Linked DNA regions of Bombyx mori: region 2 is linked to region 1. Evidence: chromatin contacts called from public Hi-C data. All regions are on one chromosome and are shown on one strand. Each heading gives the region's core, a stretch centred on a gene start, on an enhancer-like site or on the middle of the called end of the contact. The rest is flanking DNA. Distances are from core to core; before and after follow the strand shown. Region 1 overlaps LOC101737806 (homeobox protein homothorax-like). Region 2 overlaps LOC101737806 (homeobox protein homothorax-like).

What was found. A called contact is a pair of places that touch in the nucleus more often than the background predicts.
Region 2: a Hi-C map of whole pupa shows a contact between it and region 1, with 2.6 times the contacts expected there. The contact joins two enhancer-like sites. A contact is called at or near these places in 2 of 7 Hi-C or Micro-C datasets (both in whole pupa).

The regions. Positions count from the first base shown.
Region 1 is chr25:1,367,625-1,373,383 of ASM3026992v2, forward strand. The region is part of intron 10 of LOC101737806 (homeobox protein homothorax-like); the gene reads right to left. Among protein-coding and RNA genes, the nearest start is that of LOC101736885, 81 kb to the left of the region's middle. Within about 2 kb of position 1,572, at least 7 of the 8 cell types and tissues checked have open chromatin away from gene starts, as enhancers often do.
Region 2 is chr25:1,465,636-1,471,439 of ASM3026992v2, forward strand. The region is part of intron 8 of LOC101737806 (homeobox protein homothorax-like); the gene reads right to left. Among protein-coding and RNA genes, the nearest start is that of Mir3215, 20 kb to the right of the region's middle. Within about 2 kb of position 2,801, at least 7 of the 8 cell types and tissues checked have open chromatin away from gene starts, as enhancers often do.

The sequences.
Region 1 (5,759 bases), core at 322-2,821:
TATCGCACCATACAGCCATATCTTTAAAGTGTTTCTGCTATATGAAAAATAGTATGGAACGAAAAATTATTCGGATGAAATGATGCAAAGTTGATTTATTTGAGACAGTAATCAATTGGGATGAAATTAAATAAATTGAGATGAGCTGGGAAGATATAAAGACTTCGTAAAATGGTAATTATTTATTGAGCTTTCAGTAGAGCTTTTGGTGGAAGTCGAGAACCCACATTCAGCGGCTCTTTATCGGCTTCCTAAGCTCGTGCACGACACACGACACCATCACAGATGCTGAATAGGTAACAAGCCACATGTATCACACATTTGAACCCGAAGAAACACTGAATAAACAAAATAATGCAATTCAAACAACATCGCTTCCCGCGTTCCCCGCCTTAGAAAAAGCCTTGAATTTAATAATAAAATAATGCAACACTCGTTCCACAGATTAACGACCAGTTCTATACGTTTTACCGACACGAATACTAATCTATCACTCATTGAGTCTGTCAGAATTTGATCCCACTGCCCCATAGCTTCTTGATAAAGTACAAACGCACAGAAACGTCTTCGTGATTCACAGTATTCATAAAACATAGACTGACTCAGTGGTGCTGTAGTTAGCGGCCCTGAATTGCGCCGAGGGTCATGGGTTCGATTCCCCTATTAGAAAAACATTCGAGTGATTTTTTCCCACTTATTTATTGTTATTAAATTTATTGAAACTTATTTTATTGAATCAATTTTTGGATTGTATTGGAGCGAATCCCTCCAATTTCCAAAATCATCTCGATTCAAAGGTTGACTGTAAGAGATCGCTTAGAGCGATAGTTCCTTTACTTTTTCTAAGCATTCTAGTTATTTTGATGTACCTGAAGTACTTTTTATTTTACCTATGTGTAAATGCATACATACTAGAGGTTGATCGTTTTGTGAGCTCGCTCAGAACATAGTAAATCATCTACCCACTCATGTAAAGCTTTCCTTCTTTGAGAACGGTTAGCTGGTAGATAACTCAATTGTTGAGTTAAGCTCGCCATTTTTTTATATCTTATCGCAATTACTGTATTATATTAACAGTGTGTACAAATAAAGAATAAATAATAATAATAATAATAGTAATGTCTCAAGATCGGCATTACACACTGTGATTTTTAAGCACCCCGGTAACCGCTTAACGCTTATTGAGCCCTGAACTCGTTCATCCGTCCCCAACTTCATGTCAATCAAAATCGTATTCTTTTTTACCGTAACGTCTAGTTTTAATTACCGTTCACTTATCGCACGTGCTCCGCTAATCAACGGACGCCATTACAGTATTTCGTTCAGACCGTGTTCGCATTAACATCGTTATAATTAGCAGCAGTGCCTCCAGTACATCGGGATTGTCGCGCGCAAATTAATCAGAAACAATTCATCTTTACGGCTTCGACGCCTTTTTCTTAACGTTTCCCGACCGCCTTGGAGTTTTCATTTAAAAAAAACATCCTCCGTCCCGCTCGCACACTGCACCGTTCTATTATATCCATTCCGCTCCTTTGTTTCGACATCGGTGACGTCTCTGATCGCTCCGCCCATTTATAAAGTCGGCCAGCAGAGTGCACCTGTCCCTTTCTATTCCGACTGATTTATGTGAGAGAGAACAGGCTTGATCGATGTTTTGTTTTCCACTTCAAATGTCCGACGTTCTTAGTTTTTTTTTTAGAAATAAACCTCGCAACTGTGGCTATTAGCTTATACTACTTATACTAGCTATTACCTGCGATATTGTCTGCGCGGTATTGATCACAATTTGTTCAATTGTTCGTATTTTAGCTAAACGAATATCATTCCTATATTTTTGTGTAGGATTCATTGTTAACGAGAAAAAGGACGACACATTCATTCTATCAAGCTTAGGTTTTATGGTTATATATATGTTATGGTTGTTGAAGACATGTCGAGTCATGATATTTCACTGGTACCTACATGTATAAATAATACGCATATTACTCAATGTAAATTCTGATGATGAAGCAAGATTGCGCACAGGATTCCTGCGGCTCAAGTGTCGCGCTGTTGGCATCCTCGTGGTCTTTTATCCTTTTCATGTTGCGCGGTAGGTAAATACATTTTGTAAAACTATATTTACGATAATGTTATCTCGCGCGCCCGTATTACATTACCTCCGAGTCTCGACCTGTGATTAATGATCAAACCGAAGCGGAACCTTCCAGAAGAAGAAAAAAATCAATTCTCAGAATGTTCAGTTCGATGTAATTAAGTACCCGCTTCCTGGTGCGGAGGGTATTGTTAAACTTAATGGAGATATGTCATTATAGTGTTGTTGTCATTGATACATTACCAAAATTAACTATACAAAAGCCTATTTTAGTGCAAAAGTAATTCGAGCATTTTCAATCTCAACCTTAAGACGTTAAAATCTATCGTATTTTTGTTAATTCTCGTTAAAAGCTTTAGGATTAAGATTTCAGAAGTGAGGTTGGTTTTGGCGCGCAAAAAACGCGGCCAAGTTGACATATTGAAAAATGTCATGGCGGCTCGCGAGGTTAGTTTCGGCGGGAATGCCATTCTAATCAAAATAGTTTACGCGTCCTCTGAGTTGATATTCGTTTTGGTTTCGACGCTCGATCGTGGGAACGATGCGTTTTCATTTAGATCTTTTGTTTTAATTTTATTTGTCGCTTGCGTTTTGTCGACTTTTTTAGGCTTCAATGTGGGACACTCAAGCATATGTTTCATAGAATGTTACTAAATATAATAGATAATAAAATAAGTATCGAGGAGATAAATTACTCTTAATTAGACACGGATGAACATTATCACCTTAATAATTTAAGGAGCTTTAAGTTAAGAAAAATCAGTTTCTATTTTATTACATCCTCGCAACCAAAAAAGGTTTTCGAATCCGAAAAACCTTAAGCCTGCAAAACGACCATCATAAAAAACGTATTTAACAACCATATCGCTATGCAGGTTAATATCATATCAACTTGTAACATAAACCGTGGCCAGAGCCGCTTTAATCCTATTAACGAAAAAAAAAAAAAAACGTACTCGAAACAGCTGAGCCGATGCAAGCGGTCTCGGAATACGTGAACCCGACAAACAGTTATAAATCAAGCGACGTACAAATAAAACCGGGCGGCGCGAAAGCGTTATTATCTTTATAATTGCACGTCAAGGCGGGAAAACTGGCGTTTCGCGCTATTTTCCGGTTTTTTAACGCTCGCGGCCATGATATATCGAGTCATGAATACGCGATGTATCGTGACACCTGCCCGCCGCCTTGTGAATTCCAAATTCGAATTTGCCGCGTCTTCTATGCTTAGTTCTAACCTAAAATTTGCTTAGTGAAGTTATTTCTTGTGACTAAGATATAAATCGACGAGCTAATAACCGATTTCTACATTCCAACTTCACGTCCGATCTACACATGACGGGAACGATAACAAAGGGCCATTGTGCAACATCGTGAGGGTCGATCGAACGCTACCAGAGACGAGCCGGGCCGCGATAGTTACCAAACTACTTGTGGAGCTATCGAACTATCGCTACAAACAAAAAAAAAGCTGTTCTAACAATGATCTTACAAGAGCAAAACCAACAGATGTAATGTAGCGCTCCGCCCCGGCGGTAACAAGCGCCGCACTATCGATGTCTCAGTCGGGAACTGTCAAAAAAGTGACAGGCGCCGTGTCGGGCTAACGAGGCGAGCTAGTGTCGGGTCACGCTGACTGGGCGGTTTCGGAACGTGCTCGCAGCGCCATCTGTTATCGGGGGGACGTACTGTGCTCTCGACAAAGCTTAATTTAACCAATAAATGTTTTTTCGGAAGCAGCCTATATCTACATAGGTTTTCATTGAAATTTAACTTTAAAAAATTTTATCGTACTCTTAACTGCTCACTATAAGTTAGCGCACTGAGTTTCTCGCCAGATCATCCGGTGGTAGTTTCTGCGAAGCAACACTCCGGCTAGAGCCCTGTGAGCTAGCTACTAGCTCGGTGAATCTAGAATAACCCTTCGAGGTTACTAGAATAGGTAGGAAAAAAGAAAAAAAACAAGACAAAACCTTTCTCTCCATCTCGTACCGAATTGAAATTGCCACTTCGTTTCAACCTGTAACCAAATATAAGGCAACGAAAACCTTAAATTTATCGAGAATCGGAATCATTATTCTGTTTGTCATTATATTATGTATTATTTTTTTTAAATCTAATCTGGACACAGTACCTACGTAAAGATGCAAATGCTCTGCCTCTGGGGCCGGGCAGCGACAAATTTATTACGTTACCACCACCTCATTACCTTTAACGAGCATTCGAAGCCTTTCTTTAGATCATAAATATTATATTCCACACCTGCACTGAGGAGTCACAAGATGGCGAACAGGACTTCCAAGAAATATACAATATAATTAAAAAAAAAAAAACATTTATGTTTGCCTTAGTCATTATTGATGCGACTTGTATTTTTTTATTTTGTAACGACAAAATTTACAAATTCTTGGTGGAACACCAACCAAGGCATGTTCACAGACTGATTTCGCTAGGAAAGAGTACTTTTTTAATTTTTTTATTGCTTAGATGGGTGGACGAGCTCACAGCCCACCTGGTGCTAAGTGGTTACTGGACATCTACGACGTAAATGCGCCACCCACCTTGAGATATTAGTTCTAAGATCTCAGTATAGTTACAACGGCTACCTCACCCTTCGAACCGAAACGCATTACTGCTTCGCGGCGGAAATAGGCGGGATGGTGGTACCTACCCGTGCGGACTCCCAAGAGGTCCTACCACCCGTGATTACGCAAATTATAATTTTGCGGGTTTGATTTTATTACACGATGTTATTCTTTCACCGTGGAAGACAATCGTGAACATTTGTTGAGTACGTATTTCATTAGAAAAATTGGTACCCGCCTGCGGGACTCGAACACCGGTGCATCGCTTCATACGAATGCACCGGACGTCTTATCCTTTAGGCTACGACGACTTCATATCTCACAGCCCACCTGGTGTTAAGTGATTACTGGAGCCCATAGTTTTTTTTTATTGCCCTAGTTTAGTTTACAACGTAAACGCGCCACCCACCTTGAGATATCAGTTCTAAGGTCTCAAGTATAGTTACAACGGCTACCTACCTACCTACCCTACCCTTCAAACCGAAACGCATTTCTGCTTCACGGCAGAAAGAGGCAGGGCGGTGGCACCTACCCGCGCGGACTAACAAGAGGTCCTACCACCAGTAAGTTCAGCCTAACGGAACATAGGCTAGTTCGCGAAGACTTCATTACAGATTATCTCTGCAGCTGTAGACACGAGATCAGAGTCTGGACTGCGTACCGGATGCCTCGCCCTAACTAAAACTTTCACCAGAAACAGATCAACCCTGGTCATTGGCATCAAATATTCCACGAGGCAAAATTAGTCCGCGCGGGTAAGTACCACCACCCTGCCTATTTCTGCCGTGAAGCAGTAATGCGTTTCGGTTTGAAGGGTGAGGCAGCCGTTGTACCTATACTTGAGACTTTAGAACTTATATCTCAAGGTGGGTGGCGCATTTACGTTGTAGATGTCTATGGGCTCCAGTAGCCACTTAACACCAGGTGGGCTGTGAGCTCGTCCACCCATACAAGCAATAAAATAAAAAAAATACCGAATATAATTTTCTACAAAATATCCCCCGTTTGTAACGTTGAGTAAATCGTGTCCAATTATCGTGATTCCTTCATGCGGCGGAGGTAGCGCGCGTAATCAG
Region 2 (5,804 bases), core at 1,551-4,050, 99 kb after region 1:
AATTAAAGAAGTTTATAAAACTTTTATAGATACATCAAATCGTCATCTAAAATAAATATTAAAATAATCGATCAATAAACTTAGAAGAAACTATATAATCTATAATAGTTTTCATTTTGTCTGTTTACAGCAGATGTATTTGGCGCCGTAATCATAAATTCAAATTTGGAGCTTACTTCAGTGATCGCGTTCAAATAAACTTTAAAAAAAAAACAGGCAACGTTGTCATTTTTAAATATGCCCTTCTTATTCTTTTTTCACTACTATCATTAGATTTACTAACCACATTTTCTTATAACGAGCCTGCTATCTGAGTTTAACCGTTACATAATTTAGCATAATTAATATCAGCTTATTAAAATTTTACAGAAGAACGTTTTCAGGGAATATTTCAAGGCGTTTTTACGCATTACTCAGATATTTAATTGAAAATGGCGAAATAAAAATTACTTTTCGGTCGCATCGTTTTGATGCCTCTCCTTTCGTCCGACTTCAGTGCAGTAGTAGTAGTAGTAGTAATAGTAGGGTTTTTCTCGAAGGGAAAGGCAATGGAACTAAACCATACGGCCAATTCTTACATTTTCATATTTAGTTTTATATCTCAAAGCAAAAAAGCCAATTATTTAGTATTCTTCTTTAGTATCTTTTTCAAATCCATGTAAATGTCTAGTCAGGTTTTTTTATCATTATGTTTCAATTGAGAGTTGTCGCGTGTTTCGTGTTTCTTGAAAAATTCGGGTAAAAAGTCAAAATTAGTATTCTCCATTATAACCGACTTCAGTTCAATTATATAAATATATTTAATTATGACATTTGACTTTTCGTTTATATTATTCATACTCAGGGTTGCCAGACCCGCGCCGCCGCCGCGCATCCTCCGATACGTTTGTGCGGACCGTAAACAAGCAGAAACAAGCGTCACTTACAACGCGAATTACAATTTTAATCTGGTCGAATACCAGTTTTTATTGTGCATCCGAGTGAAATGCGATGACTCAAAAAAACATTTAATACAAATAAATACGTTCAATAAAGTACTCGGTATGAGAGATCGAATGGAATCGTCCGGAGTCCCGCCGCGGAGCGAGCCCTCGTATAAATACGCGATTTTTATTATCCGCCTCATTATTGTATACGAACGGTCGCTTATGAATAAAAAGTTGCCTTTATATTGATGCAAATATATTGTATGACAGCGAGTGGCGGGCGGCGGGAGTCCGCGATCGGCAAACAAACCTCTAATACTTCAGTGAGACGGGATTTTATTTCCTCAAAATAAAAATCTTTATTTGCTTCAATCGAAACAATTATCTAGTCACTCGATATGAAGGATCGCATTTCCGACATTCCGACCGTTGAGCGCAGTCTCCGTCAGGCAAACGTTTGTTTTTTCAACGGAACGTTTATTTCAAATAGATGGATATTCCATCAAATAACTATAATTTCGGTGAAACAAAACTACGGGCTGTCAAAATTGACGTCGGTAAATCATCGGCTTGACCCTTTTTTTTTATTATATAGTTACTTTAATAATTTCGTTAAGGGCTTTTTAAACGAGGCGCATACTTCGAATTGCTGCCGGTACTTTATGGCCCAGATCATTTGTATTGGAATTTAAATAGGCCCCACTCTAAATTGGATTACTATTAAATTCGTAGAGAACGAAGCGGGTGTGTGTACCAATTACAAACGAAGGGTAATGGAGACAATGAACGGATGACGGGAGCGATCCGACGCCGCTCCATCAAACGTTCTGAACGAACGAGAGCGAATCAATCGCACACAAATGCTCATTGGAAACAAAAACAATGGAGCCAAGACGGGCCATATGCGGCGGGCACTATCAGCGGTGAGTGGCGACGGGTCGCCGCACCGAGCACCGGACCGAAACACAGATTTATCTTTCTCTCTCATTATTCATATCTCAACAAAGAGGGGCATAAATTACGCGCCCGAAAATATCTAAATCCTAATCCATTCGCTCCGCTCGTCTCCGAACGAATCCGATTTTAAAATATTTATGAAAAGGCAACGAAAAAGAATTATAAAAAAAACAAAATCAAAAAAACGACGTCGTTCCAGAGACAGAATTAAAAATAATAAAAAATACGCCTCGAGAGCGAACGTCGGAAAAAAAGTTAAAATACTCGTAGGTCATCCCGGCGTTGTCTTGTTTTTTATCGTCTACGTATCCACGTTTCATTAGATTCATTTCAATTCTGACGGGATTAGTGCGGGAGGATCTCTCAACGATAAAATGCGATGTCCGTTGATTTATAAAGATCCTTTCCGTCGAGCGATGAGACATAATTAATTGTTCGCAGTGATCTATCTCTGTGTGTTCTGTCTCTGTTATTGAGGCCGACCGGGGCGGCGGCTCACGAGACTATTGCTCCCTTTCGAAGCGAACCGTTTAGCGACGGTGGCATCGCGGCGGCGGAGTGCGGCCCGCGGTCCGCGTGCCCGGGTCGCTGCTCGTGACAGCTCCCGAAATTAGTCACGTGGCCGTTAATAGTCCCGGGGGCGGCGACCACTCGCCGTTTTTTTTGTGATCTCGCACGGTTGTTTACAGCAGTTGGTGGTTATCGATCCGGCCGGGGCAGCACGTAAACACGGCGTTATTCATCGAACGAAGGATTCGCTCGTCGTCCGCCCTCAGCTCCGTCGTCTCTCCTGTTCCTGATCGATTTCTCGGCGGAGTGTCGGCGTGCGGCGAGGTCGATGCGAGGAGCGGCGACGGCCGAGCGTGCGGGGCGGGTGAGCGGGTCCAGCTCACTGCTCGATTAGCGCGGCCGGCATCGCTCCGCCGCCTGATTGGGCCATCCATCACGACCCCGTCCCGCGCGCCGCTCGCCCTCCGCCCTCCGGCGCGAGGACTCCTCTCGACAGCGCCTCTCGACTCTCGACCTTCGGCCCGACGGGCTTCGGTTCGGTTTGCGGCACGCGCTGCTGTCCCACCGAGATGCCGGCGCGGCACCGCACTCCGCTGATCGAGGCGTATTTTTAAGACGGATACTTAGCGCGTTACATTATTATACTTTTGTTGTTTTTTGATCGCGGGCGCGGTACCCACCCGGACCGGACCCGGCGGCCGGGTCGACGCACCGACCGACCTACCTTGAGATGTTTGATTGAGGTTTTGTTTTATTTGAGGCGACGCGAGGGACGCTCCGATTACGTTTCTCGTATTCGGTTCGCTCGATCGGTTTCTGTTACGTTCGACTCGCATTGTCCGGGACTAGATCGTCGGTGCCGATACAACGGGCCTCGTAATGAAGACGTGCGTGGGTGCGTCGGACGCGGTACCAGCCGACAGTAAACGACCGCGAATTACGGACAAATTTTATAGCCCGTTTCCGTAAACGAAAGTTTTATTCTCGCATTAGCATATAATCGAGACCCGGATCATGATGCGGAGAAGCCGTAACCTCACGCGTTGGTCCACGCTGGAGCCCGAGGCTGCGCTGCAGACACTGATCGATCCTCCGATATCCCTCAAAACACTGATTGCTCGTTATGAATATTGCCAGTTTTACGATCGTTTTTACGATCGGATGATGTTTCTGCTTGCCTTGGTTCCGTAAGCGCAGCGTTTATTGAGTCACCGCATTACGCGCGTTCTAGTTTTACGACGTCACAAAGGGACTCGAATGTTATCAATAAAAATCATTGCGCTTATTATCAACAGCGTGACATCTACGTGGGAGATACCCGCGACTGATTCATTGGAGCTAAACATCCGAAAAAGCCTCTGTGTCGTCTGCCGGGAACATGTTATGAGCTTCTTCGGACATATCATGCGGTCTCCCAGACATGAAATATGAAGCTCATATTTTCGGGTCGCATAGAAGGCAAGCGCGCCGTGAGCAGAACACCAGCCAGACCGTCAAATCTGGTTAAGTCGCTTGGTAGTCGTTTATACCATGAGTACCGTGCCGCTCATGATCGAACACTGCGGAGAAAAGTCACATGTGGTCGCGATCCTCAGCAGTGAGGGCACTATGAAGAGGAGATTCATTAGAAAAATAGACTGTGTTATGAGAAGACACAGCCAAATTCTGGCGCAAAGCAGTTTTGTAAAGTCGTGTCTCTAGCTGCGGAGGTAATTTGTAATGAAGTCTTCGCGAGCTAACCTATGTACCGTTGAGCTGAAGCTCAGCGCGTTTGTGACCGCAGTGACGTCACCATAACGAACTGGTCTCCGGAGCAGCTCGTATTATCTTGACAAGTGCTGCGTGGTACCGATGTTGATCGAGCAGTTAGACCAGATGACTTCTTCACGCTATTCCTACTCTGTCTATTGACTGACCGAGATAATAGCTCATGTCTAGTACAGGCTTTTATTTATTTTTGATGAATTTTTTTCAGATTCAATTTTTCTAATGAAATACGTACTCAACAAATGTTCACGATTGACTTCCAAGGTGAAGGAATAACATCGTGTAATAAAAACCAAACCCGCAAATTATAATTTGCGTAATCACTGGTGGTAGGACCTCTTGGGAATCCGCACGGGCAGGTACCACCACCCCGCTTATTACCGCCGTGAAGCAGTAATGCGTTTCGGTTCGAAGGGTGGGGTAGCCGTTGCAACTATACTGAGACCTTAGAACTTAAATCTCGAGGTGGGTGGCCCATTTACGTTGTAGATGTCTATGGGCTCTAGTAACCACTTAACACCAGGTGGGCTGTGAGCTCGTCCATCCATCTAAGCAATAAAAATAAAAAATAAAAATTCCAAACAAATCACGGCTCAGCGCAAAAATACTTGTCTCTAATGTAAGGTGTCTCAGATTTGAGAAAATCTTATCGCTTAAAAACCTTCAAAATAACCTTATCTACTCACTTGGAGCTCACCTGATGTAAAGTCCACCTACAGCTAAAGTTCAAGGTCATCGATACACATGGGTTTTTTTTTAAGAGTACCTACAGTAAGTTCTATATCGACATCAGTTAAGTTCATTAACATAAAGCCCAGGAGCTTCTGCAATCGTTAAGCTGCGAGTGCAGTGAATGGATGTTAGAAAGGCATTGTCGCTCTTCGGTGATGGTAGGGAGTTACGTCTGCCGACACCGTTACTACAATCCTCCGTGATCTGCCTCAGTTATTGGTTCGGTAGGCTATTTCAACTTCTCTGGTTCGGCAGGCGAGTTCGCTTACCCTGAGAGTTTAGTTGAAATTATAATTTGCGTAATTACCGGTGGTAGGACCTCTTGTGAGTCCGCGCGGGTAGGTACCACCACCCTGTCTATTTCTGCCGTGAAGCAGTAATGCGTTTCGGTTTGAAGGGTGGGGCAGCCGTAGTAACTATACTGAGACCTTAGAACTTACATCTCAAGGTGGGTGGCGCATTTACGTCGTAGATGTCTATGGGCTCCAGTAACCACTTAGCACCAGGTGGGCTGTGAGCTCGTCCACCCATCTAAACAATTTAAAAAAAAACTAACACTAGAGCCCTAGCAAGAGCAGTGCTTCGCTGAATCCACTAGACCAAAATAGCGACCCACTGAGAATATCAGAAACTCAGTGGGTCGTGTCTATGGTTTATCCTGCAGGTTGAACTCCTCGTCGCACGATGACTCACCAGTCAACGTGCGATGCGTTTCAATTTAACAAACGGACCAGCTTTTTTGCAATACAGTTGAGACTACGACCTCATGTCTCATCAAAGCGGGTGGCGAGTTCACGCTGTAATATCTACCAACGCATCCCTACATCGATGTGCACCAAAAAAAAGCATCTTTAATCATCGGTATACTTTGAGTACCACTGCAGAGATTGAGATTAAGAGGCATCACAAGAT